Linked DNA regions of Mus musculus: all the other regions are linked to region 1. The links are chromatin contacts, called in public Micro-C and promoter capture Hi-C maps. All regions are on one chromosome and are shown on one strand. Each heading gives the region's core, a stretch centred on a gene start, on an enhancer-like site or on the middle of the called end of the contact. The rest is flanking DNA. Distances are from core to core; before and after follow the strand shown.

The links. Promoter capture Hi-C pulls out the DNA fragments that hold promoters and counts their contacts. A called contact is a pair of places that touch in the nucleus more often than the background predicts.
Region 2: a Micro-C map of embryonic stem cells shows a contact between it and region 1, with 4 times the contacts expected there. The contact joins the promoter of Scamp5 here to the promoter of Ubl7 in region 1. A contact is called at or near these places in 2 of 39 promoter capture datasets (cranial neural crest and liver), 1 of 484 Hi-C or Micro-C datasets (embryonic stem cells) and 1 of 9 other capture datasets (liver).
Region 3: a Micro-C map of embryonic stem cells shows a contact between it and region 1, with 6 times the contacts expected there. The contact joins the promoter of Fam219b here to the promoter of Ubl7 in region 1. A contact is called at or near these places in 4 of 39 promoter capture datasets (the C10 cell line, cranial neural crest and pre-B cells), 3 of 484 Hi-C or Micro-C datasets (embryonic stem cells, regulatory T cells and rod photoreceptor), 1 of 115 datasets of contacts at active chromatin or transcription factors (large pre-B cells) and 1 of 9 other capture datasets (liver).
Region 4: a promoter capture Hi-C map of erythroid cells shows a contact between it and region 1, with 11 times the contacts expected there. The contact joins the promoter of Stoml1 here to the promoter of Ubl7 in region 1. A contact is called at or near these places in 10 of 39 promoter capture datasets (the C10 cell line, cranial neural crest, embryonic stem cells and 5 more), 1 of 484 Hi-C or Micro-C datasets (pre-megakaryocyte-erythroid progenitors), 8 of 115 datasets of contacts at active chromatin or transcription factors (the 230-238 cell line, the SCID.adh cell line, bone marrow-derived macrophages and 5 more) and 2 of 9 other capture datasets (adipose tissue and liver).
Region 5: a promoter capture Hi-C map of embryonic stem cells shows a contact between it and region 1, with 2.3 times the contacts expected there. The contact joins the promoter of Islr2 here to the promoter of Ubl7 in region 1. A contact is called at or near these places in 8 of 39 promoter capture datasets (the 3T3-L1 cell line, the SN4741 cell line, cranial neural crest and 4 more), 1 of 15 datasets of contacts at CTCF or cohesin (the NIH/3T3 cell line), 7 of 484 Hi-C or Micro-C datasets (CD8 T cells, the HPC-7 cell line, embryonic stem cells and 2 more), 7 of 115 datasets of contacts at active chromatin or transcription factors (the SCID.adh cell line, astrocytes, embryonic stem cells and 2 more) and 3 of 9 other capture datasets (adipose tissue, embryonic stem cells and pancreatic islet).

The regions. Positions count from the first base shown.
Region 1 is chr9:57,909,696-57,912,346 of GRCm38.p6, reverse strand. Ubl7 (ubiquitin-like 7 (bone marrow stromal cell-derived)) reads right to left here and starts at 1,361. Exons shown (of 11, transcript NM_001122873.1): 1 at 1,288-1,361.
Region 2 is chr9:57,466,728-57,469,378 of GRCm38.p6, reverse strand. Scamp5 (secretory carrier membrane protein 5) reads left to right here and starts at 1,319. Exons shown (of 7, transcript NM_020270.3): 1 at 1,319-1,446.
Region 3 is chr9:57,536,208-57,538,858 of GRCm38.p6, reverse strand. Fam219b (family with sequence similarity 219, member B) reads right to left here and starts at 1,331. Exons shown (of 5, transcript NM_001166364.1): 1 at 1,025-1,331; 2 at 748-835; 3 at 1-48. The coding sequence starts at 1,238.
Region 4 is chr9:58,251,828-58,254,478 of GRCm38.p6, reverse strand. Stoml1 (stomatin-like 1) reads right to left here and starts at 1,315. Exons shown (of 7, transcript NM_026942.3): 1 at 1,080-1,315. The coding sequence starts at 1,212.
Region 5 is chr9:58,200,949-58,203,599 of GRCm38.p6, reverse strand. Islr2 (immunoglobulin superfamily containing leucine-rich repeat 2) reads left to right here and starts at 1,315. Exons shown (of 3, transcript NM_177193.5): 1 at 1,315-1,648; 2 at 2,228-2,320. It also overlaps the pseudogene 1600029O15Rik.

The sequences.
Region 1 (2,651 bases), core at 112-2,611:
ATTTCTGAGTTCAAGGCCAGCCTGATCTACAAAGTGAGTTCCAGGACAGCCAGGGCTACACAGAGAAACCCTGTCTCAAAAAAACAAAAGAAAAAAAAAAAAAAAGTAAACACAAAAGGCCAATCAGTTGGATAGGAATGTTGTGAGGTTCAAGCAAGATCACCCAACCCTCTCCCTTCTACACACTCATTTCTGGTTTTCTTCTCCAGCTTTTGATTTAGCTATAACAACACTTTAAGGAGGGCCCTTGTCTCTCTTGCCTGCCCTTATCAGAGATCTATAGCACCACCCAATGTCTTATTGTTAAAACACAGATCTAACAAACTTAACTGCTTAGAAGGCCCCCATTAATCCCAAAGCACTTCTATGAACAGGTGGGTGTTAACTCCACAGCCAGATTACAAACCCATTTATTCTGACGCCTACCAGCTTTCTTCAATAGACCCAGCCCTGCCCCTTTATAACAACACACGTAAGTATACTTCATAACAAAGTTGTCCCCTATATGTAACTCTGCTCACCTCCTGTCTTTGCATATAAGTTCTCTTCCCTTTTTGGCCTCTTAGCAAACTCCTACCAAGACCCACACAAACACATCGGTTCCATGCTCTCTTCTTGGTCACACATTCCCTGTTCCCTCAAGGCAAAAGAGCAACACAAATCAATAGATTTGAGGACAAGTCAGCCAGCTTCATTACCAGATGCCAGACTTAGAAAGCTACCTTCTCTTTGCTGCTTTTTCCCTTGTACAACTTATTTACTTCTCAACTTCTCATTGCGTCCCTCATATTTGTGAAACCCCCCCCATTCTTGAAAGCCAAGACTAGAGCTTTTCTAACACAGTCCCCAGCCTGACATATATGAATGCCCACAAAATAAATCTAAAAATTCAAAGGGTGCAAGAGCCTTGTACCGCAAGACCAGTCCTTGTTACAGACACTATTTCTGCCAAAGAGGTCTCTTGCAGTAAAGACAAGGCTAAGAAAAAACTGTGGTGCGACCCAGCGGACTTCAAGGTACTATCCACCTTTAGGTTTAAAGCGAGAAAGGAGGTTTTTGTATACCGATTTCAATCCTCACAACTGTCTCCTGAAACTGGCATCATTGTCCTTATTTTACAGATCAGGAATAAAGACTCAGAAAGCTGAAGTCTCTTGGCCCAAGGTCACAGATACCTAGTCGTGAGTAGGGACAATGTTGACAACCCCACCTCTCTCGTGGGACCAGTTAGCTACTCCGGACCCACGAGAGCCCCGCGCGCCCAGGGAGGGGGCCCAGCGCCCTCACCCGTCCCGCGGAAGGAACCCGGCCGCAGCGAGCCGCCGGTGTAAACACTCACTCTGGTCCTCTTGCCGGAAACCGGAAGCTCCGCGCTGCATTCTGGGGACTATAGTTTTCACTGAGACCCAGCCCCTTATAAATGGCCGTCCAGCAGCTAGTGGCAATGCTTCCGGGTCCTAGGAGGCGTGAGTGCGAGCACGAGCAGTTTGAGGTCCTAGAAGCCAGTAGGTTGTAGCTTTCTGTCAGACACAATTGTACCACCACCTGAGGTAGGGAGACTCAGTGTGGAATTTTCGAAAGCAGCCAATAGCCCGATGATTCCCGCGCTCTCCAGGGATATATGTGAAGCCTGTTGGTTGTCCCGGGTTTGGAGGAGTCCTAGGCCGGAGGGCGAGCCTTCTCCGAGGGGGACGGGTTCCTAAGTGGACAGGCGCCCCGCGGCCCTTCCGATGAAGACGCAGTTCTCCCACGTAGCCAGCCTCTTGTGCTTCTTGCTCCTTTCTCCCAGGAAACCTGCCTTGTGGCAGCGCACCAGGGCGCTAAAAGTTGAGTCCGTAAGGGGAGTGATTAAGTCGGGTTTCTGGCCCACCGCGAACATGCAACAATGGGGTTTATAACACAGTCATTCGTAGAATCAGTTTGGGGAGGGGAATTTCCACTGAACTTTCGTGGAGACACTGCCTGTTTTAGATGGCTGAGAAACTAATGCACAATCAAATTGGATTGAGTTTACACAAAAGTTAGAGTTAGCTAAACTCAAGAGAGAAGTGATTTTTCTCAGAAAGTTCCACAATTAAGGAAAACAATAACCAAAAACAACCAACTTTAAAACTGTGAAGCTGAGGGACGGGTGAGATGGCTCAGCAGGTAAAAGCACTTGCATTCAAACCTGAGGACCTCCCCGGGAACAAATGGTGAAAGGATTGAACTGACTCCCCAAAACTGACCACACACACACACTAATAAAAAAATGTAATTTTAAAAGATAAAGTTCAGGCTGGAGAGAAGGCTCAGCAGTTAAGAGCACTGAGTGCTCTTCCAGAGGTCCTGAGTTCAATTTCCAGCAACCAAGTGGTGACTCACAGCCATCTATAATGGGATCCGGTGCCCTCTTCTGGTGTGTCTGAAGACAGTGACAGTGTATAAAATACATAAATAAATCTTTTTTTTAAAAAAAGTTCATAATAGCTACTGTGTACACAAGTGTAAAAGTTGTATTCTTGCCGGGCGTGGTGGCGCACGCCTTTAAGCCCAGCACTCAGGAGGCAGAGTCAGGCAGATTTCTGAGTTTGAGGCCAGCCTGGTCTACATAGTGAGTTCCAGGACAGCCAGGGCTACACAGAGAAACCCTGTCTCGAAAAACAAAACAA
Region 2 (2,651 bases), core at 70-2,569, 440 kb after region 1:
AAAAGAAATTGAAAATAAAAGAGAATCTGGTCTCTGTTTGAAGGCTGGGACTCTTCCTTCTGGCTGGTCTGGTAGCTTCTGCTGCTTCCTGTTCGGCCAGCTCAGCCTCCTTCTGGTCTCTTCTGCACTTGTTCTTGTCTGCTCTTCTCCTCTCCCTCCCTTCCCATGCCAGCTGTGGGAGTGAGGCCCCAGTGCCAGCAGGCTAGAGCCACACAATGGGCCCTTAGTCTGGGCAAAGAATCCCTGCAGTGTATCCCACCCACTGAAGCCCTCTTCCAGGCCCAGGGTGGTGTGGGTGAGGGATCGAAGCCATTGGTTGGCAGGGCAGGGGATGGCCTTGGCTGTGGAGGACCCACAGGGTTTTACTATGTAAACACCACTCACAATGGCAGCTTGTCTTCCTACCCCAGCCCCATGTCGCCAAGGAGTCTCGGAGCTACACTAATTCTGCACTTGTAAGCATTTACCTTGGTCCCTTCTCATTCTTGCTGTTAACATCTGTACATTATTATCTCTTTCCTTCTTCTTCTTTCTTGTCTTTTTTTTTTCAGAGCTATTCCTTATTCTTCTATTCCTTATTTCCCTTCCTTTTTGAGACAGTAGCTCATGTGTATCCTGGTAGTCCAGTACTTCCCCACTTGCTGTGTAGATAAACTGGCTTTGAACTTGCACTGACCCCATTGCCTGTGTCTTGGAAGGGCTAGGAATATTGATGTGAATCAACCCACACACCTGTGCTCTCTCTGTCTCTCTCTGTCTGTCTCTGAGATCTCACTATGTAGCTCCAACTGTCCTGGAACTTATGAAGATTAAGCTGCCTTTGAACTCACAGAGACAAGCACTCTGGATTTGGATCCCCGGAACTGGGGTTATGGTACTACCATATGGGTGCTAGGAATCAAACCCCAACCCTTTGTAAGAGCACAACAAGTACACTTAACCACTGAGCCATTTCTCCAGCCCCTCATCAAGCTGTCTCTTCCTCTTTCCCGGTACATCCCACAGGTCCCTGCGATTGGTATGGGGGTTATTCTTCCCACTTTGCAGATGTGGAAGTTAAGGCACTAGTTGCTGGCACTACTGTATGTTTCTCCTTTCTATGCACTCACTGTGCTCTTGTCCCCAAGGTGCCCACCTAGCACCTGGACGAGGAACGGCCGAATATTTAGCACCACGGACAGCTCCTGCAAGGTGCGGAGGCGCCGGTGCCTTGCTTCTCGCGAGCGCTCGTGGAATAGCCTTACGAGCAGTGTGGGAGTCTCGCGAGAGTGGTTGCAGCAGGCAGGGCGGCACGGGAGCGCGCGGGCCCGCCTCGGACGCGCGCGCACGCTCCCCGCCCCCAATCCGGGAGCCGCTCGCGGCCCGCTCCGCGCCTGATCGCCCGGTGCAGCGCAGCTCAGCGCGGCGCAGCGCGACTACCTTTCTGCAGCCGAGCGGTCGGGGCTGGTGAGTCCTGGGCCTGGAGACCCAAGGAGGGCACTGCGGGGAAGCTACGAGCTGGGTTGGAGAGGTGTCAGCGGCTCCAATTTTCTGCCTTCAAAGAGTCCCTCTTCATTTGAGGGGGTAGGTCGAGCTTCTGGAGAGGTGGGGAGTCGAGGTGACCTTTCCTGCTTGGGGTGGTAAGCGCTCTTTGTACACCCCTAAATCCTCCTCCCCATTCCTGTTTCCTCTTTCCTCTGTCCCCGCAGAGGGAGCCCGGGATTTGGGTGACGTCAGGCCCTTGGATGGAGCCTGGGCTTTGGGCCCTCCACCCCACAAACCCCGAGTTCCACCTGGCATTCCCTGGAAGCCGGCCTCCTCCTTTTGGGATGGCGCATGCGGCCGGGGATGGGAACGTCTGGAATCTAGTGACCGTGGTATCACAAAAGGCACCTGCAGGTGGACCCAAGTTGTACTCATCCCTGGAAGGCCGACCTTTGTACCGCGGGTCTGAGCAGCCTGGTTTTTGGAGGAGGGGGATGGGTGCACTGCCTAGGGCCCGGATACCACCAGGGCTTTGGGGAGTGGGATGGGGGTGCTGGATGTAGCGCATCCAGCATTAGCACCAGTCAGTCACGAGGAAGGAGGGGAGATGTGTAAGAACCAATCCCCGTCCTTGCCTTGAGGTTCTCCTGATCTGGAGTCTGGGGGAGTCAAGTAAGACTAGGACTGATAATTGGTTGTTAAAGGCCGACTTGAGGAGATCAGCAAAGGCCAGGGCTGGAGACAGAGACAAGAGGCAGCAGCTGTCAGGAGGAGACTTTCTGGAGGTGGGATTTGGAAGGAGGCAGAGGCGAGAGAGGGCATCTCAGTGTGGTAATGGACAAAGTTCAGAGGTGGGCATGAAGCACTGCTGCTCCACCCCAGCCTGTCTGTGGTGTGTGTGGGAGGGATGGTCTAGAGAAATGTGCAACCCGTGCGTTACCCATTATGTCTTCTCCATCAGGACTGTGAAAGAGGGAGATGATTCTGGCAGGGCCACGGTTGGCAGAGAGATTTTGCTTGGGGTTGCTAGTTTAGCGTCTGTGGGAACTTGGAGAGATAGGACCAGCTCTCCATTGCTGAGAGAGAACCGTGGCAGGGATGGGCCATCGAAAATGGAGTGTTAGTAGAGGGGATTAGGAGTCCTGGGACTTGTGGCCATTTCTATTTTTCTTTCCTTTATGTTTTTA
Region 3 (2,651 bases), core at 82-2,581, 370 kb after region 1:
TCTGGACTCTGGCTAAGAGCAGTGTAGCCCTTGTTAAACTTCACTGACCTGAGATGGGGCGGGGAAGAAAGCAGAGGCATTTCACAGGGAAGGCCAGAGCCCTGATCCCTATGCAGAAAGAACTGAGTGGACTATTCCAGACTTTCCTTCTACCCGGTCACAGTCACCACGAACTGCTGTTCTATGCAGTTGGCTCCGGCTTCTCGGATTCTTTTCTGGCCCACTCTACTGCACTGAAAGCTCCTAGGAAAGGCCCACCTCCCCATTTCAGGAACCAGGTAAAAAGCTGCATCTTTCCACCTTAGCCTGGGGATCCCAGGCAAGTCACATTTGAGTTTCAGCTATAAACAGCTGTGTGAGGTCTTATTCAGCTCTAAGAGGGTACCATTCTGCCTTTAAAAAACAAACAAAAAAAACTCCAAAAATACTGCACGGGCTCTCCATCTTCACTCCCGGGACTCCAGCAACCATCTCATCCTTTAATGCTATCCTATCTGTGCACTGATGCAACTCCCCTTTTACAAAGTCTATTTTATGACTTTTCTATTTTGCACAGTCTTTTAATAAAGAGTAGAGGTAGTTCCAGTTCTCACTCTCCCACCCAGCCCCATCCCTCCTAGTTCCCATTCTTAAGATACCAGCAAATAAGCTAGCTAGCTCAACCTTAAACAGTGCCCTGATTCCCAAACAGGAAGGGATAGGGCCTTTGAACGCTGCTGACAGAGGAAGTAAAAAGCCCAGTGAGACCTTTTCCCTGAAGAATCGGGTCGGTTCGTCAAGGCACCCAGCATGCCCTTTCTCCGCAGAACGGCCTTGGCATGGTCCCGGTGCTTCTCTGGAAGTCAAAGGGTCTTATGTCAGCCAGGTCTTCCCCATTCTGCTGCTTTTCGGACTGTCGGGGACAGGAGAGGGCTGCACCTAAACCCCCTCCACTCTGGGGACAAGATCACGGGGCTCTAGAGACCAACCCCAGGCCACAGCAACCCGCTCGGGCAGAGACCCTTATGCAGCCCACTGCACTCACTCAGCTTAGCCTGAATGGAAGGTGCGCGTGTCACCAAGTAGGGTCCCCGCTTCTCCATGGCGGGGGGCGGGCGTTCCCCGAGCCGGAGGCCCGCGCCGCCGCTCTGTCCGGAGGGCAGCCCCGCAGTTCCTGCCACGCTGTCGGGAGCCGCGCCAGGCTGAGACCCCTGGGTGGACATCCGCACCGCATGCCCGCGGAACTCCTCGGTCGCCATGACCGGTCCCGCCCCGCTCCGCCAGTGGCCAGACCGGCGCGGGGAAGAACGAATGACAAGACGTAACACGCCTTTAGAAAGATGGCGGCGCGCAGGCGCGGGTTTCCCTTGGCGCTTTCCGGCCGCCTGCTGCGGAGAGAGCATCAAGGTTCCGCCCTACCCGTCAGGAACTGGCCAGCCCAGGTCTTGCCTTTCAGGTACTCTGAGACCCGAAGTCTGTCTGAGCCTGTGGATGTGCAGGAAAGTCAGTTCAGTCTGTAGTCAAGTAAAATGACACATGGTAGGCTAGCGGGTTGTGCCGACCCAAGTCGCGTTGCAGGCCTCTTTCACCGCAGCCGGGGCTCCTTTAAGACCAATACAGGAGGGGTCGGGCTCATATGAAGGGGCTACAGGGCTCTTCTCTAGAAAACAGGCCTGGGAGGGTCAGGATTTACCCACGGCATCCTACACAAATGCCACCGGTTTTTGGTTTCTTGCCTGTCCGAGACCTTGGCAACAGCTGGCTCTTTTTTGTTTGTTTTTTGTTTTTTTCCGAGGCAGGTTTTCTCTGTGTAGCCCCCTGGCTGTCCTAGAACTCACTCTGTAGACCAGGCTGGCCTCGAACTCAGAAATCTGCCTGCCTCTGCCTCCCAAGTGCTGGGATTAAAGGCATACACCACAGCTGGCTCTCTTTAGGCATATTTCCACACTTAAATACAACCTTGGGGCTGGAATTATATAGCCCAGAGATAGACTTCTTGCCTGGCATGCAAAAGGCCTCCCTCCCTCCCTCTCCTTTTCCCTCTCTCTCTTTCCTCTTCTCTCCCTCCCTCTTTTGGTGGTAAAATGGGAAGTTAGGAATGATGGTGCACACCTGTAAGCTCAGGTCAAGGGAGGTGGAGGCCGAGTTCATGACAAGCCTGGGCTATAAGTCCTTGTCTTAAAAAAAAAAAAAAAAAAAAGAACGAAAGTCCTGCAGTAGCAAAAATAAATTGGACACCAGCAAGCAGGGTGAAAGTGCACTCTTGAGTCTATGTGGCAGGGTACAAGGCTGTGTCAAGACTCTTGACTCTGGCCCCCAAGGGATGTGCTTGTGTCTGGCTGGAAATAAGCTCCAGATCCTTGTAGAAACTGCCAAATATCGCGAGACTGTTCCATGGCTAACACATTGTCAAAGGGTAGGTCAATATTGTACAGCCGAAACCCAGGGACAAAAGAACAAAAAATGCTGCATAGGAGAAAAAGAAGCATTTGGGATCAGAGCTTTGGGAAAAAAAAAAAATCAGATTTGATAAAACCTATGCTATCTTGTGAATTCCACCCCAAACTATCTGCCGGACTCCTTTTATTTTTAGGCAGAATCTCGCTATGTAGCTCAGACTGGCCTTAAACTCACAATCCCCGAGCTTTGGTTTCCCAGGTACTGGAATTGCA
Region 4 (2,651 bases), core at 66-2,565, 340 kb before region 1:
GGACTAAAGTGCTAGTTTAGTATTTATTCCCACTTTAATGCCCTGAAAGAACTATATCTATATCTATATCTATATCTATCTATCTATCTATCTATATCTATAGTGTACTTCAATTCAAGCCTTTTGGCAGGAAGAACTAAGAATCCTGAATGGGTGTTGAGCAAACAGGCCCAGAATCTGGGGATGAGCTTGCTATCTGTTCTCTCCTCCCCAGCCCTAGACAGGAAGGTGACAAGAGACGTCTGTTCTATCCTTCAAGAAGCCCCTGCCTGCAGGACAGTCTAAGTCATAAACTAATTCCTGACCTCTTCAGGGAAGGAGGAATCCTAAGAACCGGGCAGAAGAGCCGGGCGTGGTGGTGCACGCTTTTAATCGCAGCACTTGGGAGGCAGAGGCAGGCAGATTTCTGAGTTCAAGGCCAGCCTGGTCTACAAAGTGAGTTCCAGGAGAGCCAGGGCTATACAGAGAAACCCTGTCTCAAAAAAAAAAAAAAAAAAAAAAAAAAAAAAAAAACCACAAACAAACAAAAACAACAACAACAAAAAAGAACGGGGCAGAAAATGGAGGATTCGTTCAGCATTGCCAAAGCTTTCAATGCACCGTCAATACAGGAGAACCACAGAGGACCAGAATACTCCAAGGACAGTCAGGCTTTGGAGAGAGGAAGCCAAAGCAAACAAGCCAGGCAGCTTGCAGGCCCAGCTTTCTGTTCTGTGCATCTTCACCAGGACACAGGAGACTCCTGCTCCCTGCGCTGCTACCCTAGGGCGACTCTTTTTCCATTTCTCTACAAATGCCTTGTGGGTTATGGCTCCCTCTGCCTAGGGCTCTGTTTTCTTTCTATGCATGATGGGCTATCCTGGAAATAGTAACGGGATGGGCTAAGATTAGGGAAGATGGGGCTGCGCGGCTTCCAAAGCTACAGCTGGTGCCGTAGGGAGAACAAATCGGTGGTAGCATCCCCACACCTTGTCTGGCACCCACTTCATATCCTATCCCCTTCACTCTCCTTCCTCCTAGAGGCAGAGAGTACAGGTCTTGGGGTGCCCCTCTGTCCGCGGTGCTGGGTAGCCACTCACCGGCCCCCGGCCCCACGCTGCCCGGCTCTGGGGACAAGCAGCCCTTCTGCGAACCCAGAAAGCCGAAGCTCGACTGCTGGAAACGATCAAAATCCCCTAAGGGCAGTGCCCGGTAGCCAGACCTTCCAAGCATGACTTCTAACCGGGACACGCCCCGATCCTCTGCTGGGAGACTGCCCTGCCCAGCCTGTGGCAGCTCCGCCCCTCCTCGTTCCCACTGCTTCCGGCTTTACTCCGTCACTAACAACAGTGGCTGAGTAGGATCAGGAATCAGGCCGGGTCCACCATGCCTGCCGCTCCACAGCACCCCCTGCGCTGGGAGGACCGAACGGCGGGAGCACAGTTTGGGGATGTGGCCTTGGTTCTAAGGTTGAGGCTTCCTGACCACCTCCTACCTGGCCTTAGGAAAGGAGGCAAGGAAGTTTGGCTTTAAAGGAGCATTGCAGGAGCGTTTTCTCCAGAAGCAGAGAAATGTTTTTGGCCTCAAACCATTCCTCCAAACTCAACACACTTATGAGTTATGGGTGTGCTTATCCAGATGTAGGATTTCTTCTGGTGTGGTCAGCAAACTGGTATTTTTTGTTTGTTTGTTTCCCCACAGCCAAGAAAACAGAGCCTGCCATACAGAGTCCTGTTCTTATTTGCTTAATGATGGCAGATCCAAGTCACTGTGGACAAGTTGAAGTCAGAAGGCCCCAACTTTGGTATAAAAGAAAAATTTCACATGCAGACACCCCAGGAATCCTGGCAGTGGATGGTGGTGGTGGTGGCTGCAGCAGCAGCAGCAAAGCATTACATGAGACTCCTTGATCCAGGCACTTGAGGTAACTTTGTCTTTCCGTGGCTTCAGAAAGCCCAAATGAAGGTAGAAAATATACCCCAGTAGGATGCTGGGAGGCTGGCAGGAGGCCATTTTACAAAGCAAGAAAAGACGAATCTTTCCCAGTCTTGCCTCCCTGGATCCTTGCCATAGCTCATTTCTAAGTTCCCCTGCCTATGACTGCTAGCCTGGCTAATTTTATGTCAACTTGACACAAGCTAGAATAATCTGAAAAGAGGGATCTCCAATTGAGAAAATGGTTGTGCTGTAGGCAAGCCTGAAGAGCATTTTCCTAATTTATGATTGACGTTGCAGGGCCCATTCCATTGTGGGTGGGGCCAACCCTGGGCTGCTGGTCCTGGGTTCATTAAGAAAGCAGGCTGAACAAGCCAGTAAGCAGCATCCTCCATGGCCTTTGCAGCAGCTCCTGCATCCAGGTTCCTGCCCTATTTGAGTCCTGGCTTCCCTCATTGATGGACCACCATATGGAAATGTAAGCAAAATAAAGCCTTTCCTACCCAACTTGCTCTTTACTCACGGTGTTTTGTCACAGCAATAAAAACCCTAAGATGAGTTGGTACCGGGAGTGAGGTTTTAATTAATTTCAAATGTAGTCAAGTTGACAACCCAGAATTGCCATACAAGTCCACCCCTTGCCAACTTGACACACAATCATATCTTCTTATCAATTTCCAAGTGAAAACATTAAGCAAATCATAATAATACCTAAACATGATATAACTATCTGACAT
Region 5 (2,651 bases), core at 66-2,565, 290 kb before region 1:
TTGTCCCAGGTTAGAGCCTTGTGCTGGACGGCCTCAGACGTACAGGATTCCAGGCAGGGAGGAGTCAGAGTTCTCATCTCCTCTCCCTTCTCAAAGACATCTTCCCTGGATCGCTCAAGCACCCTCTCCTGGTTCGGTCTGTGGGGTTTCCAGGCCCGAGCAGGTGTGAAGTTCTAGATTCCGAACTTGGCTGAGTTTGTGGGGGTCCCATCAGCCCGTAGCCAGGAGTAGGAAAGAGGGAGGGACCAAAGTGAGCACACACCAGTGTGTTCATATTTAATTTACAAAGGAGCCTCAGAAACCCTGCCGGGTGGTCCCTTTAGATGCAGCGTTCTTCCTGCATCTCTCTGCGCCCCCCTCCCTAGCTCATTAAAATGCTTAACACTCAAATCGGGGTATTGATCTCTGCAGAGGCCCCAAACACACTGCCATCCAACCAAGACAGAAGACTGACTCTGATGAGGGCTGGGAGACCCCAGCACCCCAGTATTACAGTGTATATGAAAGAGAAGGAGGGGACTCTCTACACATCTCTCAAAATCTATGCCCCCTTACCAGTTCTGGCTAGCAGCTCTGTCTCCTGGGATGCCATAGGCGGGGGAGTGAGATGATGCATTTTAGTCAAATCCCTAGACATCCCTTGAAATTCTCCTGCTCATCGCTAAAAGAAATGTCCAGGGTTTGCCAAAGAGAACAGCGAGTCCCGAGTCTGCTGAGGCCAGCTGTTACATGAGGGTGTGAGATGGCAGGGCGGTGGCTGCTGCCTAGGCTTTCACAGTGTGTGTGTGTGTGGGGGGGGTGCGAGCATGCAGGGGTTGATGGCCAGCTTGCTAGAGATGCTGAGAGGATACTGAGGAGCGGGGTGGTGGTGCAGGAAATGCTCAGGGGTTGTAAGTCCCTAGTCCACAGCACTCAAGAGGAGCAAACGGTTTTTGTAACTATCCTGGTCCCTGTAGCCACTATTAGTGGGCAACCTTGGTGTCCTGTTAGCCCGCAGCAAGCAAGGGCAGAGTGAGACACTTGGGTGAGTTCAACCTAATGTTTTAGGAGCTCAGAAGACACCCACTCCACTGTGAGCACTAGGTAGCCCACGGGCAGTGGAGTGCACGCGCTGGTTTTGCCACAAAAGACCTGAGCGTGGAGTTCAGGCTCAAGAGGCTGAGCAGGGTCTGCGATGGGCTGGGGAGGTGGGCGTCTCCTCTCCGCGCACCCTGCAGGGCTGCGCCTACTAATCTGGCGAATTAGTCTGGCGGTGATTGGGGGTGGAGGGGAACCAGGATTTGTATCTGCCCAGATCCAGGCAAAATATGACAGAGAGGGTGAGGCGTTCTGCTAACACTATCAATTATGCATCGTGTTGAACGAAGCTTCGGGGAGGGGGAGGCTAGCAGGCGGCAGGAGGAAAAGGGTCCGGGAGAGCCAGGCAGCGCAGTTCAGCAGGTCCCACTGGAGGTCTTTCTGCGCCACTGCTTGCTTTGGAGAGGGGGGAAAAAAGTGTTTAAAGGCAAAGACACGCCCCTCCAGTCCTATGCTTTTCTTTCTCCCAAATTCCTCAAAGATGGTTTGTCTCACGTGTTGCGGGGCGTAGAACGGCTCGCATTCAATTAGAAGCGAAGCTCGCGGGCGCTGGCGGGACGGGCGCGTGAGGGTGAGTGAGCGTGGATATTTGTGTGCGCGCAAAAGAGAACGGTGAGTGTTTGAGTGAAGGTGTGCTTGTGAAAATGTGTGTGAAAGTAGGGAGAACTTAGCGCGTTGACGCGATTATTACATGTTGACGAGTAGTTCTAACCTGTGAAAGTCATGTGAAGATGTGTGTGTGTGTGTGTGTGTGTGTGTGTGTGTGTTGGGGAGGGGTTTGGAGACATAAGGAGGAATAGTGACAATGTCATCGAATGTGTAAATGTGGGGAGAAGTAGAAAATGGGTGCTAGGGGTACGGTGGGCTGGAAAGGGCGGAGCCTTGGGCTATGGGCGTATGGAGCCCCTTGAGACCGACAGGTCTCAGCCTGAGGTGAGTAGAGGATCTCTATGGCTTTAACAAATGTAAACGCAGCACGAGGTGGGAGACTGTGCGCGTTCCCGCCGAGCACGGGGGCGCGCGACCGCTCTCAAACCTGCAATCCTGGAGAAGTAGGGCGAACAGATAAGGAAAGAAAAAAATTGAAGTAGGACTTTGGGGCCAAGGGGAGTTCTTTCAATGCACTCCCCCTTTCTCCCCACCGCCACAGCAACAGATGCCAGAAGCTCCCTTAGACTGTCACCTGAGTCTGGAGACCGGCTCGCAGCCCCACAGCATCACACTGCAAGTCAGAGAGCAGCAGGTAAGCAGTGGAAGGGCCCCACAACCTCAGTCCACAGGGTCGATCCAGCCTAGTCAGGGTTGGGTGGCTGTCTGGGAGGAACAGGGAAGGGAGGTGCCTCCTTTAGGAGCAAAAGCAAGAAGGGACCCGCTAATCTCAGAGACAGGGTGTAGGAGAGGGTCTTCCAAGACTGACAGGACCCTCAAGTTGGGGCAGGGAGTCTGTGTTAATATATTTGTATGTCTAGAGACAGGGGATGCACTCAGGCGTCTTAAGGCTCTAGAGGGAAGTATAGAACCTTGGACTGTCTCCAGGCTTATTAGCTAGAGACTGTTCCCTAAAAACCTGTGGG